Linked DNA regions of Callithrix jacchus: region 1 is linked to region 2. Evidence: chromatin contacts called from public Hi-C data. All regions are on one chromosome and are shown on one strand. Each heading gives the region's core, a stretch centred on a gene start, on an enhancer-like site or on the middle of the called end of the contact. The rest is flanking DNA. Distances are from core to core; before and after follow the strand shown. Region 1 has its middle 190 kb from the start of RGS3. Region 2 holds the start of RNF183 (ring finger protein 183).

What was found. Hi-C and Micro-C count contacts between places; a contact is called where the count stands out from the background.
Region 1: a Hi-C map of induced pluripotent stem cells shows a contact between it and region 2, with 6 times the contacts expected there. The contact joins the enhancer-like site here to the promoter of RNF183 in region 2. A contact is called at or near these places in 2 of 3 Hi-C or Micro-C datasets (induced pluripotent stem cells and skeletal muscle).

Annotation. Positions count from the first base shown.
Region 1 is chr1:161,956,302-161,959,733 of calJac240_pri, reverse strand. No RefSeq gene overlaps it. Among named protein-coding and RNA genes, the nearest start is that of RGS3, 190 kb to the right of the region's middle. Within about 2 kb of position 1,578, at least 5 of the 16 cell types and tissues checked have an H3K27ac peak or open chromatin away from gene starts, as enhancers often do.
Region 2 is chr1:161,615,905-161,619,676 of calJac240_pri, reverse strand. It overlaps RNF183 (ring finger protein 183), which reads left to right and starts at 1,613. Exons shown (of 3, transcript XM_009001561.6): 1 at 1,613-1,831.

The sequences.
Region 1 (3,432 bases), core at 329-2,828, 340 kb before region 2:
GCCAGCCCATCAGGATTCCTGAGGCTAGGGGCTCTCCACAGCACCCTCTTTGCCCCATCCTTTCCAGCTCATGGGATAGGAGGCTACACAGCCACCTTGGATGGTCTGAGGACGGGGGACTGTCCAGGATGGTCTACTTGGCTGGGCTGGGAGGACAGTAGCACAGTGGGTTTGTGGCCACCATCCCCAAGGCCCTGGATGTCAAAACCTCTAAATTTTGTCTTATACTGTTGAAGGGCAGGCTCTGGAACCACACTGCCTGGATTGAGTCCTTGCTCCACCACTGAGCAGCTGAGTGACCTTGGGCAAGTTACCTAGACTCTCTGTGCTCCCCATGTGCAAAACGGGGATAATAGTAGGGCTGCTGTAGCATCTATGTGAAAAGCACTGAGCTCAGCAGCACGTGGCAGAGCTAGGGCTTACAGAGTTATTAGTAACGATTGCTACTACCAGTTTCAAATCTAACTGCATCTCTGTGATCTTGGACAAGTCAGTTAACATCTGGACCACCAAAGCCCAGCCCCCATCCCCCGGGCATTTTGAGTGTTCTTGTGCGCGCTCGCGCGTGCATGCGCACACACACACACGCAAAATGGATTGTTTTGTTTTTGTTTTTTTGAGACAGAGTCTTGCTCTGTCACCCAGGCTGAAGTATAGTGGCGCCATCTTGGCTCACTGCAACCTCCACCTCCTGGGTTCACATGATTCTCATAACTCATCCTCCCAAGTAGCTGGGATTACAGGCATGTGCCACCATACCTGGCTAATTTTTGTACTTTTAGTAGAGACGGAGTTTCGCCATGTTGGCCAGGCTGGTCTTGAACTCTTGACCTCAAGCGATCCGCCCACCTCAGCCTCCCAAAGTGCTGGGATTACAGGCATGAGGCACCACACCCGGTTCATAAAAAATGTTTGTTCACTTGTTTACTGTCTTCCTTCCCTATTGCAGACCTGAACATAAGCTCCATGGGGCAGAACATTGGTGCTGTTCACCAGGGAAGCACCAGCTCCCAACAAAGTGTCTGGCAAATAATAGGTGCTCAATTATTACTTGACAAACAAATGAACAAACGTGGACTTTCGGTATTTGTTAAACAGGGGATGATCATTCCTGTCTCACAAGGCTACTGCTGGAAATGAGCGAGACCACAACACATGGAAGCCCCCCAATTTCCTCCACCTAGTGGAAGCATCTCGGGACTGCTATTTTGGAAGTGGACGCAAGGAGGCAGCAAAGGGCCAAGTCACTCAGGACACCCTTAATCCTTGCCAAGGCGTTTCCAATCCTCCAGCAAGTAGGCAGGGGAAGCAAAAAGAGAAGAGGGGGCCCTCTTGCAGCTCTTGCCAGGTGCCAGGGAGCTGTAGGCTCTCGCGGAGCAGATTGATGTACCTCACTCATTCCTTCACCAAGCCTTCATTGGGTCACAGAGAAGGAGACACAGATTCACTCTCTTGCGGAGCTCTGAGCCTAGCAGGGAGAGTCTCTGGACACACAGTTAAAGGAAGGTGTCTGCGCTAAAGGCATTTCCTGAACACAATGACCCTGTGTTTTAGGCTGAGATGTGGTGGCTGAGCCAGAGTTAACCAGGTGAAGAGGAAGGGAGATGGTGAGAGCTTCAGGCAGAGGGAGCAGACTGTGCAAGGACCCCAAGGCAGGAAAAGACAAATCCATTTCATTTTTGGCCTAGGGACAAAAAGGGACTCACCAAAATCACACAGTGAGAAGCAGAGCCCAGCTTTCTGGCTCCCTGTCCAGGCTCCAACCCTCATCCTTAGTCTCCCTTCCAACAAGCTTCATCTCTGCTGTAGCAGCAGCTGGGCCGGAGGCAGAGGAATTTTGGCCCTGACACAGCCTGACCCAACTTCCCCAGAATATGAGCTCATAAGAGATTTTAATTTTGATGTCTAGACTAAGACAATGACCAAATGTCCTGTAGTGAGTGAGGCTGATAAGAGCTTGTATTTGGGGAAACGAGACAGCCCTCTCTGTTATCAGGCTTCAGTGGCCCCTGGCCAGGACAAAGGGGCTGCAGAGGCTGGCAGAGCTGAGCATGGAGGTTTCTAACAGAGTGAAGGCATTGGCTGGGACTCAGAGATACTTGGAAAGTTGCAGTTAAGACTGACCCTCATCTAGGTGAGCATTCCAGGGAGCCTTAGCTTGGGACAGGGTAACTGTTTTATCAGTGGGAATAGATAAGGTTACAGTGGAAACAAAACAACTGCTAGATCTAAGAGGCTTCAAATCATAAAGGTGTATTTCTCACTCATGCAGAGTCAACTCCCATGCTGGCCAGGCATCGCCCCTGGGTATCAATTAGGAGGCGAGCAAGAGAGAAACTGGAGCATCTGCAATTGAATGCTTCCACCCAGCGGCCACAGCCAGGTGTGTCCATCCCAAGGTCAAGGTAGTGGCTTGGTGCTGTCATCTGTGTGCTGGAGGGCGAAGAGGCCCAGGAACACAGAGCAAGCAGCACTGGCGTCCATCTCCCCACTGAGGCACAGAGATACCTGGGGAGCCACACTGGGGGCCAAGTCTCATGTAGTCAGGTGTCCCGAAAAGACGAGGCCTGAGGCTGGGTAACCTACCTTGGACAGTTGTGTCATTCATGAGCAATTACTCTCTGCCCTGTGCTCCGGGGTTGTTAGGAAACATTTAATCGTCGTCCCAACGACACTGTTACATAGGTACTGATGTTCTCCTCCATTTTACAGATGTGAAAATTGAGGCATAGAAAGGTTCGATAATCTGGCTGAGTCTACCCAGCATGTAAATGCCAGAGTGAGACATCACACCAGGCGTCCCACCTGTGAACCTGTGTCCCTAGTCACCAAACCGGTGTTGAGAAAAACTGGGATACTCCACAGAAAAAGGCCTGGGGGCCAAGTTAGGGGTGCCGGGGTGGGGGTAGGATGCAGAGAGCTGCTGGCACAAGTACTTGCAGCTTTGCAGAGAGCAAGAGAGAGAGAAAAGAGGGATATTATGAGGAACAGCTTCTGTGGTTAAGTGAAGCTTTGAGTGGAGGTTGGGGTAAGAGGATTGTTAGGACATTTTTCTGCCACAGGATACAAGTCCTGCCTTTGTAGCGTAGATTTCAGCAAAGATTTATGGCTTTTATCTTTTTCTTTTACAATCATTTGCTTTTTCTTTCTGAGACAGAGTCTTGCTCTGTCACCCAGGCTGGAGTGCAATGGTGCAATCTCGACTCACTGCAACCTTTGCCTCCAAGGTTCAAGCAGTTCTCCTGCCTCACCTCCTGAATAGCTGGGATTACAGCCATGCACCACCATGCCCAGCTCATTTTTTTTTTCCTTTTTATGTAGTTTTGCATTTTTAGTACAGATGGAGTTTCTCCATGTTGGCCAGGCTGGTCTCAAACTCCTGACCTCATGATCCACCAATCTCGGCCTCCCAAAGTGCTGGGATTACAGGCG
Region 2 (3,772 bases), core at 364-2,863:
TCAAATACATCATCAAATGAAGAAAAGAAAAATGCAGAAGAGTGTATATAACACACATATTTGTGTAAAAAGGAGGAAAAGGAATACATAGATGTTTTGCCATGGAAATGCTGTTTGTGTATGCATAAAACATCTTTGGAAAGATACACAACAAACTGATGGTATAATACTTAGATTTCCAGGGAAACCAGGTGGCTGGGAAGAGAAAGTTTTCACTATGAAATCAAACCATTCACGTGCTCAACCATGTAAATATATAACCTATTTAAAAATCAAATTTGGACATGGTGACTCAAGTGTAATCCTAGCACTTTTGGTAGGTGGATTGCTGGAGCCCAGGAGTTTTGAGACCAGCCTAGGCAATGTGGAGAAACCCCATCTCTACAAGAAATACAAAAATTAGCCAGCCACAGTGGCATGCACCTGTAGTCTCAGGTACTCAGGAGGCAGAGGTGGGAGAATTGCTTAAGCCCAGGAGGTTGAGGCTGCAGTGAGCTGTGATCATGCCACTGCATTCCAGCCTGGATGACAGAGTGAGACTGTCTCAAAATAAATAAATACATAAAAATTAATGTAAAAAAACACAAAATGAGGAAACTGGGGCTTTTGATTACATCACCAAGCAGATACGTTTATTTACTTATTTCTTTCTCAAGCACTACTGAATATGTCAGTAAAGAAATAAGGGACCAGACATGGTGGCTCACGCCTGTAATCCCAGCACTTCTGGGAGGTCAAGGTGGGCAGATCACCTAAGGTCAGGAGTTCGAGACCATTCTGGCCAACATGGTGAAACCCCGTCTCTACTAAAAATATAAAAATTAGCCGAGCATGGTGTTGGGTGCCTGTAGTCCCAGCTACTCCAGAGGCTGAGGCAGGAGAATCGCTAGAACTCTGGAGGTGGAGGTTGCAGTGTATCAGTATCACTCCACTGTATTCCAGCCTTGGTAACAGAGCAAGACCATGTCAAAGAAAGAGAGATAGAGAGAGAAGAGAGGAGAAGAGAAGAGAGAAAAGAAGAGGACCATAGGTACAAACAGAATTTGAGTGGGAACAAAAGATGGGCCATGTGAACAGACTGGTCATATAACAATAATTGTTCTGGTTAACATTTACTGTATTACTGTGTGCCAGGCACTGTGTTATTATATGACCCCGATCACCTTGTTAATCTGCAGATTGAGTAGGTAGGTGATTATGGCCGTTTTCAGGTGAGGAAACTGAGGCTGGCAGAAGTTAACTGATTTTCTCAAGTCTCCATCGCTAGTTAAGTGGAGTTTGGACTCTCAGTGAGTACTGAATTCTGACCTAGAAGTATGCCTGGCTTGAGAACACTGGCTCTTCGGGTAGATGCTCAACTGCCTCTCTCCGACTATTTTTTCTGCTGTATTAATGGCCACTGTTGTTAGAGCCGTTTGTATTTTGGTTGCAGGGGCTCAGCAGGAAGAAGGATCCATCTGGGCAGAAGCCAGGAGTTGAGGCGGGTCAGCCACAGAGGGCAAGTGGAACCGGAGGGGATGGCAGGAGATCAACCCATCCAGAACAGAGGCCTGCAAGGATGAGTGCACTTCAACCCCCTCGGAGCAAAAGCCAGAGTGACTCACAGGAGGAAGACAAAGCAAGCAAAGCCTCCAGGGTGTGCAGGGAGTCCAAAGTCACCAGAAGGAAGAAGAAAACCTGAAACAGCCAGAGCTGGCCAAGCCTGCTAGGACCTATGCAAATGAGACCCACCCATGCTGCCTGGAAATCGGGCCTGGGAATTCAGAAAACAAAGCTCATGTGTGCAGGGCTGCAGGGACGGGTGGAGGAGGCTTCGGCTCTGAGGGAGCAGGTAAGGAGCCAGAGAGGGTCGCAGAGGGACGGGTCACCCAGGCCCCAGAGTCCTGAGAGAAAGAAGTGCGCAGCAGGTAAACTCTGGCCTGGGACGGAGGGCTCCTGGGTTCATCTTTCATCTCAGCTGCTCTTTAGCTGGGAAGCCTTTGGCAAGTCGCCTCACCCTTCTGAGCCTTGACTTCCCCATCTAGAAAATGGATCTAAAAATAATCATGCTAGGTCTGTATTGAGCACCTTCTGTATTCTACTGGGCACCTTATAGACTCTTCCTTCCACAGAGCAACTCTGGAGGAGTGGGATTATTAGCCTTTTTTACAGAGGAAAATGAAGTTCAGAGAGGTTAAGCCATTTGTCCAAGACAAATCGTTCCAAATCTGGTTCCAAAGCCGGCATGCTTTTGACTCCCCACTCAGCCTCTCTCACAGGGTGGTTTTAGAGTATCAAACGGCCTTCTGCAAACACAACAAAAAAAATCCTAAAAGGCAAGTAACCTATCAAATGGATCATCATGCTTAGATTTTAGCAAGGGCTAAACTATGAAGTGCTATGAAAATGCCAGTTCTTGGCTGAAAACATTGGAGTGACGCTAGGGACAATTGATATTTGGTGATGACTTGTTCTTAGACCAGGGAGATGACTTTGGGGCAGTGTTTAGGATTTACTGTAGCTGAGATGTCCTGACGTGGGGTGGGGTTGGTGCATGGCCAGAGCCTCTCCCCAGCTGATCCTGAAACAACAGATGATCCCTGGGGGAGCAGCACAGATAAAGGCCCAGGGAATAATGATCCTTCCTCCTCTTGGACAGCCCTTTACAGCTCTGGCTGTGGAACTTCAGAGAATGTAGATCTGATGTGGGGGGAAACAGGAGATCTTTACTTGTAGTAATACAAGCTTACCGGAGTAAAGCTAGAATTTTCAGGTAAAATTAAAAATAAAAAACCAACGTTTAATCTTGCCCCAGAGGTAACCACTGCTAATATTTAGTTGTTTATGTTTCCAGACATGTTTTCCTATGGTGCACACGGTTTTGAAAATTGGATTATATTGTAATATGGTTTTGTTGCTGGTTCTTTTTGCCTGATGACATTATATCCGAGGCATATATCCATATTAATAGTTTTATCACATCATTTTAAAGGGTGCATAATGTCGCTTTCTATGGATGGAGCAGAATCTACCTAATCAATGTCCTATTACTGGATGATGAAGTAGTTCTCTGTAGGTCACTGTTAAATCAGGGCCTCGATGGGATTCTCTGTAATCACGTCTTTGCAGAAGTCCTTGATGATTTCCATGGAATCCATTCCCAGTGAGGGAATTGATGAGTTGGGGCTACATATAGTTTAAGGCTTCCGATAAGTATTAAAGGTCTGTTTCTGCCACACTCTGGAATTCAGGGGCTCCTCAAAACTTGATGCAGAAAATTTTGTCATGGCTTTGAAGTCAACCTTGACCCTTCCTCTCTCTCAAATCTATTTACATTAATAATTCCAGCTGCCTCATATCCATAACAATGTTTTGGTCAACAACAGACTACATATATGATGGTGGCCACATAAGATCATAATACCATATATTTACTGTGCCTCTTCTAAGTTTATGTTGAAATACACAAATACTTTCCATTGTGTTACAATTGCCTACAGTATTCAGAACACAATATGCTGTATGGGTTTGTAGCGTAGGGGCAATAGGCTAGACCATACTGCCTAGGTAGATGCTACCATCTAGGTTTGTGTAAATATGCTCTGTGATATTAATACAATGATGCATTTCTCTGAACATATTCCCATTGTTAGGTGATGCATTGTTGGCTTTTTTTTTTTTTTTTTGAGGTGGAGTTTTGCTCTTGTTGCCCAGGCTGGGGTGAAACGGCACCTCCCAGGTTCAAGTCATTCTCCTGCCTCAGCCTCCCGAGTAGCTGGGGTTACAGGCACCC